3 separate regions of the Mus musculus genome follow, and regions 2 and 3 are each linked to region 1. Evidence: chromatin contacts called from public Hi-C and HiChIP or PLAC-seq data. All regions are on one chromosome and are shown on one strand. Each heading gives the region's core, a stretch centred on a gene start, on an enhancer-like site or on the middle of the called end of the contact. The rest is flanking DNA. Distances are from core to core; before and after follow the strand shown.

Region 1 (3,489 bases), core at 500-2,999:
CAGATTCCTCAGTCCAGCTTTGTGCTCTGACCTTAGACTCGGTTTCCTGTCTTTCCTACCCATGTGTCTTTGATTGTAACCAAGCAAGAGGGCAGCACTCAATGACCTCCCCAAACAGCTCATGTTCCAGGTCTCTGTTGTTTGGCTCCCATGGCCCCGACTTGTACTCTTCTCTGCACCACTCGTCCTTTGGTCTTCTTTCTTAGATGTCAATGCCCCCTCAAGCAGTGTGCTGCTTTTAAGGACAGGATCTCCACATGAACCCCATTTTCTTGTGAATCACTAAAGTCGGGCAGAATTGCATCCAAAACACTGTGAAGACGTCTGAAGTATGCTTGTCTCCAGATAGTTTAAACTGAGATTAGGATTAGGCCATCATTTTCACCTCTGCCCATTTACATCCATGTATTCACATAAAACAGTGCAGAGTTATTTTCTACATGTAAAGCTGCCACAGAAGTGCAGTCGAAGCTATGACCTCTGTATTAGACTGAACCCTGACTGACAGGATTCCTCTACAAGTCCTTTCAGGGTTAAGTAAGAGCATCAGCCTCTGAAGCCATCATTTCTGCTCTACAAGGCCAGGGTAGCAGTACTGCTTTCTCTGGTTCTTGTCAATGAATCCTGAAGAGGGCTCCTTGATGTTGGCTATATTTTTCTACCATTTTTCTTGCCCATTCTCTTTTAGCTTTTTACCCCAGGAATTTGGTCTGACAAATGTCTCCACTTCTGTCATTGACCCACCAGTAATGTTGATGGTCCCATTTTTAAAGCTAGGATGTACTATTATTCTGAGTATGTGATTTTGAGCCTACAAAGGTAACCCAAGAGTATGGTGGCCTCATCCTTTAGAACCCAGTCATCCAATTACTCCAGTGATTGACTTGAGGGGACACTGCCCTGTGCTAGGATGGGTTTCTTCTGTCTAAGTGACAGTTTCTGACCTGAGCTGGGGTTACTGTTGATATTCTTAATGGCTTCATCTTGAACATTTTATTCAACATTCCTTTGTATTGTTTTGCCTGAAATGTTGAAACACGTAAAGTTTTTAATTCAACGGGCACTTACTGAATACACACTGTGCCTCCGATGCTAGGCTGGACTGAGAACGATCCATGAGACATTTCCAGCACCTTCAAGCTATCCCCCTTCATCCTCTGTTGTAGATGAATGAACCCAGTATCTAAAAGTGACCAGACTACTACATAGTGGAGCTGGGCTTGAGAGTCCAGGTCTTTCTGATTGGACCACAGAGCTCTGGTTCCCTTTTTTTTGTTTCACGGGGCTTCTTAGCATGGATGCTACCACAACCTAGAGCCAATGACGACTTTAGGATCCCACAGCAACATTTGGCATTGCTTAAAGCTGACGTCTAATGATTAACTGAGAGGCTGTTCCTAACACTGCCAGTGTCAGTAGAAGTCTGTAAGATTTATGAGACCTGAATGCTAAAAGGCAACTCTCTGAGCAAGCTGGTGCCTGCCCCTGCTTCCTAACTCCAAGTGCAGAGGGAAGAAAGAGTACTTTTTACAACTTAATTTTCTAAGTGACTCAGACATCTTTGGGGGCTTCTTATTTTGTCTGTTTTCTTGAGCCCTCTAAGGACTAACATGCTGGAGAAGGACGGTGATTGTTTCCAGATGCTGGGCTTTGATTGCAAGGAGAGTCGGAACAGCCAAGCAGCGGTGGGGCTGGCCTTGCTGAGTGGAAAATATTCATGCACCACCAGGGAACCCTGCCAAGCCTCTTGCGATGTTTTATTTGTATTGATCTGTGCTTGGCTCAGCCGGCTCAGCCTGAGGTTTTGGGGCTGATTAGAATGACTAGGCAAAAGAACTTGGGTGTTCTTTCTTTTCTCTATGAGCCCTTAGTATGGAACAGATGAATTATTGATTCATCTATACGCATTTAGGTAAGAGATTGAAAAGAATGCACTTTTAGGAATATACTAAGTATCTTAAATTGAATACATTGAGAGAAAAACGAAAACCTCAAAAGAAATTCTGAGAGCTGAAAGAAACTTTTCTCCTCTTAAAGGCCTCATGTAACTTGAAGAACCGACAGATTCACAACCAAGTCATATTAATTTGAAATTTTTACCTTTTGCTTTGAAAACCATGGTTTACTAGTTTCTGTTACCATGGAAACTCCTGGCCCTCACAGAGGATAGGCTTGGATTTCTTGCAGCAGTAACTGCTCAGCAGGTCTTCCCATCTCTCTGAGTTTCTAAGGAGGAGGACATCATTGGAGCTCTCAAAGTTTCCCCTACCCTAAAAATTTTCATTCCCACCAAAAGTGTTCAAAGATCCTTTATTCACACCCTCATTGATACACAGTTTTTATCCTTTTGTAGCTATTCTGGCTACAGTGAGATAATATTTTACTGGTTTTTTTTTGTTTGTTTGTTTTTTGTTTTTGAGGAATTTTGGGGTTTACTAAGACAGTCATGGATTTAAGCACAGGAGTTGAGAGAGAGAGAGAGAGAGAGAGAGAGAGAGAGAGAGAGAGAGAGAGAGAGAGAACACAGACTTAGTGAGAATTACACAGCAAAGATGTGGGTGGCATTCTTAAAAGATTCACAAAACATTGTCTAACTGTTAATTGACACTGCTAAGTTTCTTAAATCATTGTCTTCCCCTTTCCTTTGACCTTTCTTCTCTGTGGGCAGCCTGTTTTGGATGAATGCGGCTTCCTCCGGAGACCCAGTAGAAAACTCTACAAGGGACAAACCACTGACCCACATTCCCAAGACAGATGCCTGACACCACAGAGCTTCCAACTCCATAATTCTGTGACTATCAGTCACGCAGACAAAGCACCAAGCTCCTAGCGTTCTAGCTAGACTCCACCCTCACAGTTACCTGACTATAGCCAGGTGTGCTCTGCCCCATAGTTGCCGGGCAACAGCAAGGTAGCCCAGCCCACTATAAAAGGAGCTGCTTGGCCCCTCTTCTCTTTTTTTAAGCTCTCACTTTTCTTACTCTCTTCTCTAGCCATCCTTCTCTCCCTCCCTTCCCCCCTTCTCTCCACGTGGCCATGGCTGGTCTTCCTCTTTCTACCTTCTCTCTTTCTCCCTGCCTTTCTACAATAAAGCTCTAAAACCATAGACTGTCTCGGCCCTCCATACTTGAATGATGGAATAAGCTTTCCCCTAACGAGCTGCGTCTAACCTCCCGCCAGAAGACCTTCCTGAGCTCCAGCCACTGATGGGACCAAGGACTCTTGCCTGCGCGGGAACCACCCCTCTCTCCCCTTTGGCCCTGGGGACTACAGAGCCACCCCTGGTAGCCACCCCCATTTTGTTATCAGCTCTTCCATGGTGTCCAGTGGCATCTGGGATGCCCGAGACTGAAAACCTGTTATCTCTGGTCTCTATAAGGCCCAGAGACCTTGAACTGCCTCTTGTCCAACCCGCTCGGGCTGGGTCCATAGCTTCCCACAGTCAGACACCCACCCGGAGCCATGTGGTAAGCATGCCCCAGTTCTCCG
Region 2 (3,489 bases), core at 424-2,923, 180 kb before region 1:
CTTTCCCCTGGAAGAGCGCCCAAATTCCCCAGTCTTGATGATATCATATAAATCCTATTGCTAACTACCTAGTCTCCCCCACAAATGAACCCAATATTACCCAGGTTCTCCATAGAAACAGAACAAATAGGTTATATACAGACATACACAGATATATCAGGGCATTTTATTGTGAAAATTGATTCATGAGACTGTGGAGGGCTCTCACTATATCCCACAGTGGACAGCACTTGTCTGTCTGGGTCTGGCTTACTTTGCTTGGTAAAGTTATCTCCAGTTCTCTCTGATGGTGGCTCCATTTGATAGAGAAGGCAAGAGATTACGATCAGATTTTTTTTCTCATGAGTTTCAGATCTCCATGCCTTCAACATGTCTTAAATAAAGTATATCTGTAACAAAATTTCATATTTCTGTATTAATAATCATTCAATTTTTAAAAATTAAGATTAAAATTTAGTACTAATAGATGTTAAGGCTAACATTTCCATGGTCTGTTCACACTGACCCCCTCTAAAATTCTGTCTTTTTTTCAAGGAAGTTCTTTCTTTCTTTCTTTCTTTTTTTCTTTTTCTTTTTTTTCTTTTTTTGCTTTAAGTACAAGCTTGGATAAATATGGAAATAATTGCTTTTAGCATCATGCATGCCATTAAGCTTGTGAGTCTGACTCCTGCCCTGTGTGCCATAATTCTGAGGTGAAGGAGGATGGCTTAAGTATTTTTTTGCATTTTATAAACGAGTAAGAATAGATGAAAAATCTCATTAGAAAAATGGGCTAGGGTGATTATCAAAGGAGTTAGAAAAGAAGAAAGAAAACTAGCCAGGGAGTGTATGAGTGGGCACACCATGTGGAAAGCGCGTTGACCTCAATGGTACAGAATTCCAACTGAACCAATAAGGAGGCATCATCTAACCCGGTCAGCCCAGCCCAGTGTGAAGGAATGGCTGCCCTCCTCCACTGCTGTAGGGAACGGAGATCTGTGCGCTGTCTGCTGATTGATAACGTGGATGAAAAGGCTCAGAGCTGCCCTTTGCTCCGACTCTGTCCCACTTCTAGAAACTTGTTTAAGGGAACACCGGGCCAGCTACAGTAGTGTACGTGAAGGGAGATTCGCTCGGCCTTGCTGACACCGGGAGGGTGAGCCCCCATTTCTCTGACACCCTCCTCATTTCTGTGGGGAGGTGCTGCCCCTGTGGCATCTGTGCCCTCATCCAGACCTCTTAGGGCACAAGAAATAACTTGTTGAGTTTCGGGGCAGGTCTCTGCCTCTACTACAGTCTGCCTGCAGAGTCTGAGCTCTCTGGGCTGCCCGCTAAAATGGCTTTTAGGGGAAGACATCCCTTCTTTGGGAAGGTCTGATCTGCAGCTCTGCCTGTTCCCGTGGGGGATGGGTCTTCTTTTAAGTCCAGGTTAAGAAGAGATAGTGAATGGCTGAAGCAAAGGAGCAGCTACATCAAGAGGCGAGGGAGAATGTGAACACACAGCCTCGGGAAGTACCAGTTTTGGGAGGGGCAAGCAGCCCCTGGCTTGTCGGAGCTCAGCAAGGGTGAACGGAGAGCTACAGAGTCTAGAAAGAACACCTGGCTTTGCAGAACGGACTGAGGGAGCGACAGTGGGAGCAGGGCCACTGTGAGGGGCGATTATTGCAGCTTTCTACAACCAGAAGATGGCGATATGGTTGAAATGGAGACAGGCGTGAGTGGCTTTGAGAGATGCTGAGGAGCGAAATCTCAGGAGATAGTGACGATCTGGACAAAAGGGACGAGACAATGGTTTCATGTGGTTTTGTTTTTTGTTTTTAACCAATCGGGTAGGTGTGCTGGTAAGATACATAAGAATCTAATACACAACACATAGGCACATAAGAAAGGTAGCTAACCTGGTTTTCACAATCTAAAGTATTAGCACCATTCCCTGTGAAGAAGAGGATTTTGCGCATGAGCGGTGAACTGAACACACCCGTAGGCGCTACATTGGTCAATGTAGATGGAGGACTTTGTTTATATTTCAGCGTACATGAAGCACCACTTTAGAAGTCATGTGGGACACCAATCTTCCAGGACTCAAGCGGGCTCACAGAGATCAGGGCTCCTGCCTGTATGGGTCTGACCTAAGTCCTCTGTGGTGCAGCGGACCATGCCAGACAACTTGGTAAGGTCGAGTGGATTCAGAAACCCCGGGACCCTCATACCTGCATATGGTAGGTGTTTCATCTACTCTGGACCAGATTTCTGTGCTAGAACACATGACTGTGACACCCCACGGAGAGGACGGTGACCATGCACAGGCAGATGAGGCATCCTTAACATCTCGGGGTAAGCCAACAGAAAGCATCTGCTCTTAGACCCCAATCCACCCCAAAGTGTATATAAGACCCTGTCGACAGGAATAAAGTACTCGTTATTTTGTCAAGGACTGTCTGAGTGTCTGCTGTATAGAGCTGTAACACTTTGGGCAAGAGATACTCTCCCCTGGAGCCTTTTCAACTTCTCAGCGGGCTCCTCTGGAGTAGCAGCTGCTGAAAAGACCCAGCAGACAGCTGGCCTACATCTGATATCTCCCCACTTCCAACCCTCACCTACCAGCACAGTGTCCTGCAGTGTAAGACTGACTCCTCTTCCCCTTTGGAAAATACAACTCTTTGGCTGCTCTGGAGGGGCCAGAGCCCCACAGATCTCCGCAGACAGCATCTAGTACACAGACAGGCAGTCTTCTGCGTATATGTTATGATCATGTAGCTGGTATTCTTGTAGGATTTTTAATAGAGGGAGATGCGTTTGTCTCCGACTTTTGTGCCTGCCACTGGGGCCTCTTTCCACCTACTGAGTTGCCTCATCCAGCCTCGATGTGAGAATATGCGCCTGGTCTTACTGTAGCGTGTTTTATGCCCTGTTTGGTTGATGTCCCTGGGAGACCTGCTCTTTTCTGAGGGGAGGTGAAGCAGCTATGAGTCTAAGGGAAAGGGGAGATGGGGTGGAAGAGATAGGGGAAGGGGAAGGAGGACAAACGGCAGTTGGGATGTAACATAGGAGAGAAGAATAAATAAAAAGAAAAAAAATCACGTGAGCATTAAAGTCAGTTGTCATCACCAGATGCTTAAGGACTAGTTTAATAATGTGAGTTATTTAGGTAGGAAAAGTGAAGTGCAGTGGAGATTGGCTGAGAAGAAGCCCAGGTAAGGCTTCTAGAAAGGAAAGCTTTGCTGAGCACCAGCCCTAAGGTAGTGGAGAAGATGTGTTTGGCTAGGGACAGTATTTGATAGTTTTCTTGGTGAAGAATTTATGGGTTTTGGTTCATTTAGCCAATTAAAAAGGTTTTAGATCTATTTTATTCTAAATTAAGGATTTATTTTTGCCTGCATGTATGTATGTGCACCATGTGTGTGTGTGTCTGTCGGGTTCCCTGGAACTGGGTATGAATGGCTGTGAGCCACCAATGTACATGAGGGACATTGAACTTAAGTCCTCTGTAAGAGCGGCAGATGCCCTCAG
Region 3 (3,489 bases), core at 500-2,999, 140 kb before region 1:
TGAGCCTTGGAGGAATGTTGTCCCATTTTAGGCTGGTCAGACAGCAGTCATTTATTCTCTTGTCGTGAGTCTCTGAGCTGTTTTGGTGTGTAAGGTCATGTGAGAGGTGGTTAAGGAAGGAGATCTCTCTAGATCAGAACCTGGGGACTCTTAATAATTTCTTGGGGAGCCATCAAACCCGTATCTATCCAGACTGGTAGGTGGTCCAAATGCAGGTGAGTTCGTAGATGGCTCAATTGTTTTGCTTAACCTAAAGAATTTCAGGTGTTGGATTTTTATATGTTCAGATGCAGGAGACTCAAGCCATGAGCAGCGTCTCTGAGATGTTGAAACATTTGCAATATTTAAGAAAAACATTGCTGCAATAACTTCCCACACCAACATGGCTCTTGAATGATTCAGAGAGGTTTGCTGGATGGAACGGAGTTAGAGGCAGTTTGGGAAGTTCCCCATCAAAGGTCAGATAATATGAGAATATTCTTCCACACATGGCTGAGGAATGGGTAAAGCTTCTTCTTCCCAATTTGCCACTGACTTCCTGTTTTACCCCCACTGTTTTTCTAGGAAACAAAATGACTTAACCTTTGGCTGTTTAGAAATAGCATCTTTGGAGAACTACCCAGGCTCTAAGTTATAGGAAATCACTTAGATATAGTCATTCTGGGATGTAATATACTGCAGCACTGAATCACAACCCCAGCTTTTCTGTGAGTGCTCACCCACTTACCTAACTGTTAGGTAGAACATTTCTAGGCACCTAGAAAACATAAAAAAAAAAAAAAAAAAGAAGATCCCAGTTTCCTAGATTTTTGCAATCTGTAGTGGAGAGTTGTAGCAAGAAGGCACTTGGGATGATTGAATTCAGTCTGTGGCAGAGGTGAGATGAGACCTCTGAGGGAAACACATTCCTTCAGGACTTGGAGGCGATAAAATTGCTGAGGAAGGGAGTAAGGTTGGGGCCTCTTCTTTTCCATCTTCCACTCTAGGTTTTATTTCTTTTGAGTCTTACCACAAAAGAGCTCAGAGTGGCCCCAACATAGCAGGTTAGTGGTGTGATGGAACCACTATTTACATAGCTTCATTAGCTTCTTATTTGATTGGAATGAAAATATTCCCCACTGATGGGTGAGTGACCTAACGCAGCAGCAAGTTACTTGGGATTGCTTAGTGGCTCATGCTCAAAGCAGAGCACATTTGTTTACAGGAGTTGTGCCTTTTTAGGCAGGGCCAGCCACTTCGTTTGCTTCTTTTGAAGTCTCTTCTGCCTGCATTTGCTGGTTTGTGGCTGGGTGTTATCAGGGCAGATAACCACAGTGTGGTCATCTGTCTGTGGTTAGGCTATTAGAGAGTGGGAAGATGGCCTTGCTCTAATTGTGCACAATCATATCTCCACCTCCCTCCACACTTTTTCTCCTGGTGACTGTGATGGTTAGCTCTAATGATGGGCCTTCCACAGTCTAGAATCACAGCATGAGAGAGCCTCGTAGAGCATGTGTACATCAGGTTGGCCTTAGGGCATTCCTAGGAGGGACTTTTCTTAATTAGGATAATTGTTGTGGGAAGACCCAGCCCACTTTGGGAGGTACCATACCCTAGGTTGGGCTCTGGCTTATCTAGGGAGAGTGAGAATGAGCTGCGGACCAGGCAGGCATGAATTATTTCTGTCTTTGCCCTTAGATATGATGTGACTGAGTCATGCAGTGTGACCTCAAATTGTGAGTTCAGTAAACCTTTTTTTCCCCTGAGTTACTTTTGTTAGTGATTGTATCACAGTAATGGAGGTGACACAGGGACAGTCACCGACTTGTAAAGCCTCATGACAACGTGATGGAAACCAAAACTACAAGAGGTGTTTGTGATGCGACAAAAGCGACAGTGTGGGGTGCCCCTCCCCCAGTGACCGATCCCTCCTCAGCCCAAGTGAATCAAACCTCTCCCTCCCTCCCAAGATTCCTTTTTATAGAGGGGATGCTAGGCTGTTTGCCATGATGGAGTTCTCAGAAAGGAAAGGAAGACTGGGCAACAGCCTCATGGTGCAGGAGGATTGACCCTCCCTGCCCCCCAGCTTTGAAGTCAGACATGATAGCACAGTGGCAGGGAATAAGGAAAGGACAGGATTGCAAAAGGCATATTAGTAAAACAAGGCTCTTCTTTCCTCCCTCTCTGCTACCTTCCTCCTCCTCCCTTCCTCCCATCTCCTGCCCTCTCCTGACCTCTCTCCCTCCCTTCCTCCCTCTCCCTGTCATCTTGCTTTATAGAGCAGGATGACCTTGAACTTCATAGTTCTCTTGCCTCCACCTCCTCAGTACTGAGATCACTGGCACGACTTAGAAAAATGTGGGATTTCTTAATGACTTTCTAAATCTTGTTTTTAGTTATTTTACTGTGATTCTTGCATATGATGAGACTAAAATTAAATCACACTATGGGTGCACATAATATCATCATACAATTCCATGAATGTGTCACTGTGGACTAGTCCTAGCCTGGCTTATCTGTGGGTTTCTAGTTGAGTCTCTATTTTGGTGACTTGTGTGAACAACTCTCAGAAGAGACATGCAAGTTGTCAACAAGTACATGAGCAAACAGAGAACATTACCAATCAGAAGAATATAAATAAAAATCACAAGATAGCATCTCACCCTGGGTGGAATGGCTCAGAATGGGTACTGTTAAAAAAAAAAAAAAAAAAAAGAAGAAGAAGAAGAGCGAGAGATGGATAGACAGATAGACTGACCGACTGTAGGCTTAGATTTTTCAAAACCTACTTTATTTAGGATTCTCAAACTCTTTAACCTCTTCTCTAGCCCACTGACCAGAGGTAAGGGAGAAAGAAGGTCACTTCTAAAACAAACCCACATCCCTTTTCCTATTAACCTTCTCTAGAATTAATTATGTGTGTATGTGTGTCTCTGTGCAGATAAGTGCATGTGCATGCCAGTGCCCATGGAGGACCAAGGCATCAGATCCCCTGGAGCTGGAGTTACTGGCCATTGTGGGCTGCTAAGTATAAGTGCTGGGGTGGAAATTCAGGTCCTCTGGAAGAAATGTATATGTTTTCTTAATGTCCAGCCTCTGGGATCTGAGTTACTGAAATAGTCTTTTAACCTGAACCCCTACCTCCACTTTCCCCACTATTTTTGTGTATTTCTACCATATTGATCTTCAAAATGCTAGTTGGATGGCGCTATTTCTTGCTTACTTCCTTTCCATGGACCCTGTGTTTTCATAAATATTAAGGAGACGTGGCTCTACCCCACAAATTCATATGCATTTGGGGATATCTATTTACCTATTAATCTATCCTATTTACCTATATATCCATCCATCTATCTATCTATCTATCTATCTATCTATCTATCTATCTATCTATCTATCTATCTATCTATCTATCTACCTACCTATGCATGTATCTATCTAAGTGCTGGGTATAGAACCCAAGGCCACATCCATGCCAGGCAGTCTCTCTACTACTGAGTTGCATCCTAA

The links. Hi-C and Micro-C count contacts between places; a contact is called where the count stands out from the background. HiChIP or PLAC-seq counts read pairs in DNA pulled down with a chosen protein or histone mark.
Region 2: a Hi-C map of uterus shows a contact between it and region 1, with 2.6 times the contacts expected there. The contact joins two enhancer-like sites. A contact is called at or near these places in 9 of 484 Hi-C or Micro-C datasets (the N1E-115 cell line, brain, embryonic stem cells and 3 more) and 1 of 115 datasets of contacts at active chromatin or transcription factors (astrocytes).
Region 3: an H3K27ac HiChIP or PLAC-seq map of the NIH/3T3 cell line shows a contact between it and region 1, with 2.9 times the contacts expected there. The contact joins two enhancer-like sites. A contact is called at or near these places in 2 of 15 datasets of contacts at CTCF or cohesin (both in the NIH/3T3 cell line), 3 of 484 Hi-C or Micro-C datasets (granulosa cells and uterus) and 2 of 115 datasets of contacts at active chromatin or transcription factors (the NIH/3T3 cell line and fibro-adipogenic progenitors).

What each region holds. Positions count from the first base shown.
Region 1 is chr3:151,890,096-151,893,584 of GRCm38.p6, reverse strand. The region is part of intron 2 of Gm31596 (a long non-coding RNA gene); the gene reads left to right. Among named protein-coding and RNA genes, the nearest start is that of Gm31596, 20 kb to the left of the region's middle. Within about 2 kb of position 1,749, at least 120 of the 459 cell types and tissues checked have an H3K27ac peak or open chromatin away from gene starts, as enhancers often do. A contact at or near this core is called in the NIH/3T3 cell line and uterus, where this site is marked.
Region 2 is chr3:152,065,030-152,068,518 of GRCm38.p6, reverse strand. No RefSeq gene overlaps it. Among named protein-coding and RNA genes, the nearest start is that of Gm31881, 17 kb to the left of the region's middle. Within about 2 kb of position 1,673, at least 10 of the 459 cell types and tissues checked have an H3K27ac peak or open chromatin away from gene starts, as enhancers often do. A contact at or near this core is called in uterus, where this site is marked.
Region 3 is chr3:152,027,616-152,031,104 of GRCm38.p6, reverse strand. No RefSeq gene overlaps it. Among named protein-coding and RNA genes, the nearest start is that of Gm31739, 41 kb to the right of the region's middle. Within about 2 kb of position 1,749, at least 15 of the 459 cell types and tissues checked have an H3K27ac peak or open chromatin away from gene starts, as enhancers often do. A contact at or near this core is called in the NIH/3T3 cell line, where this site is marked.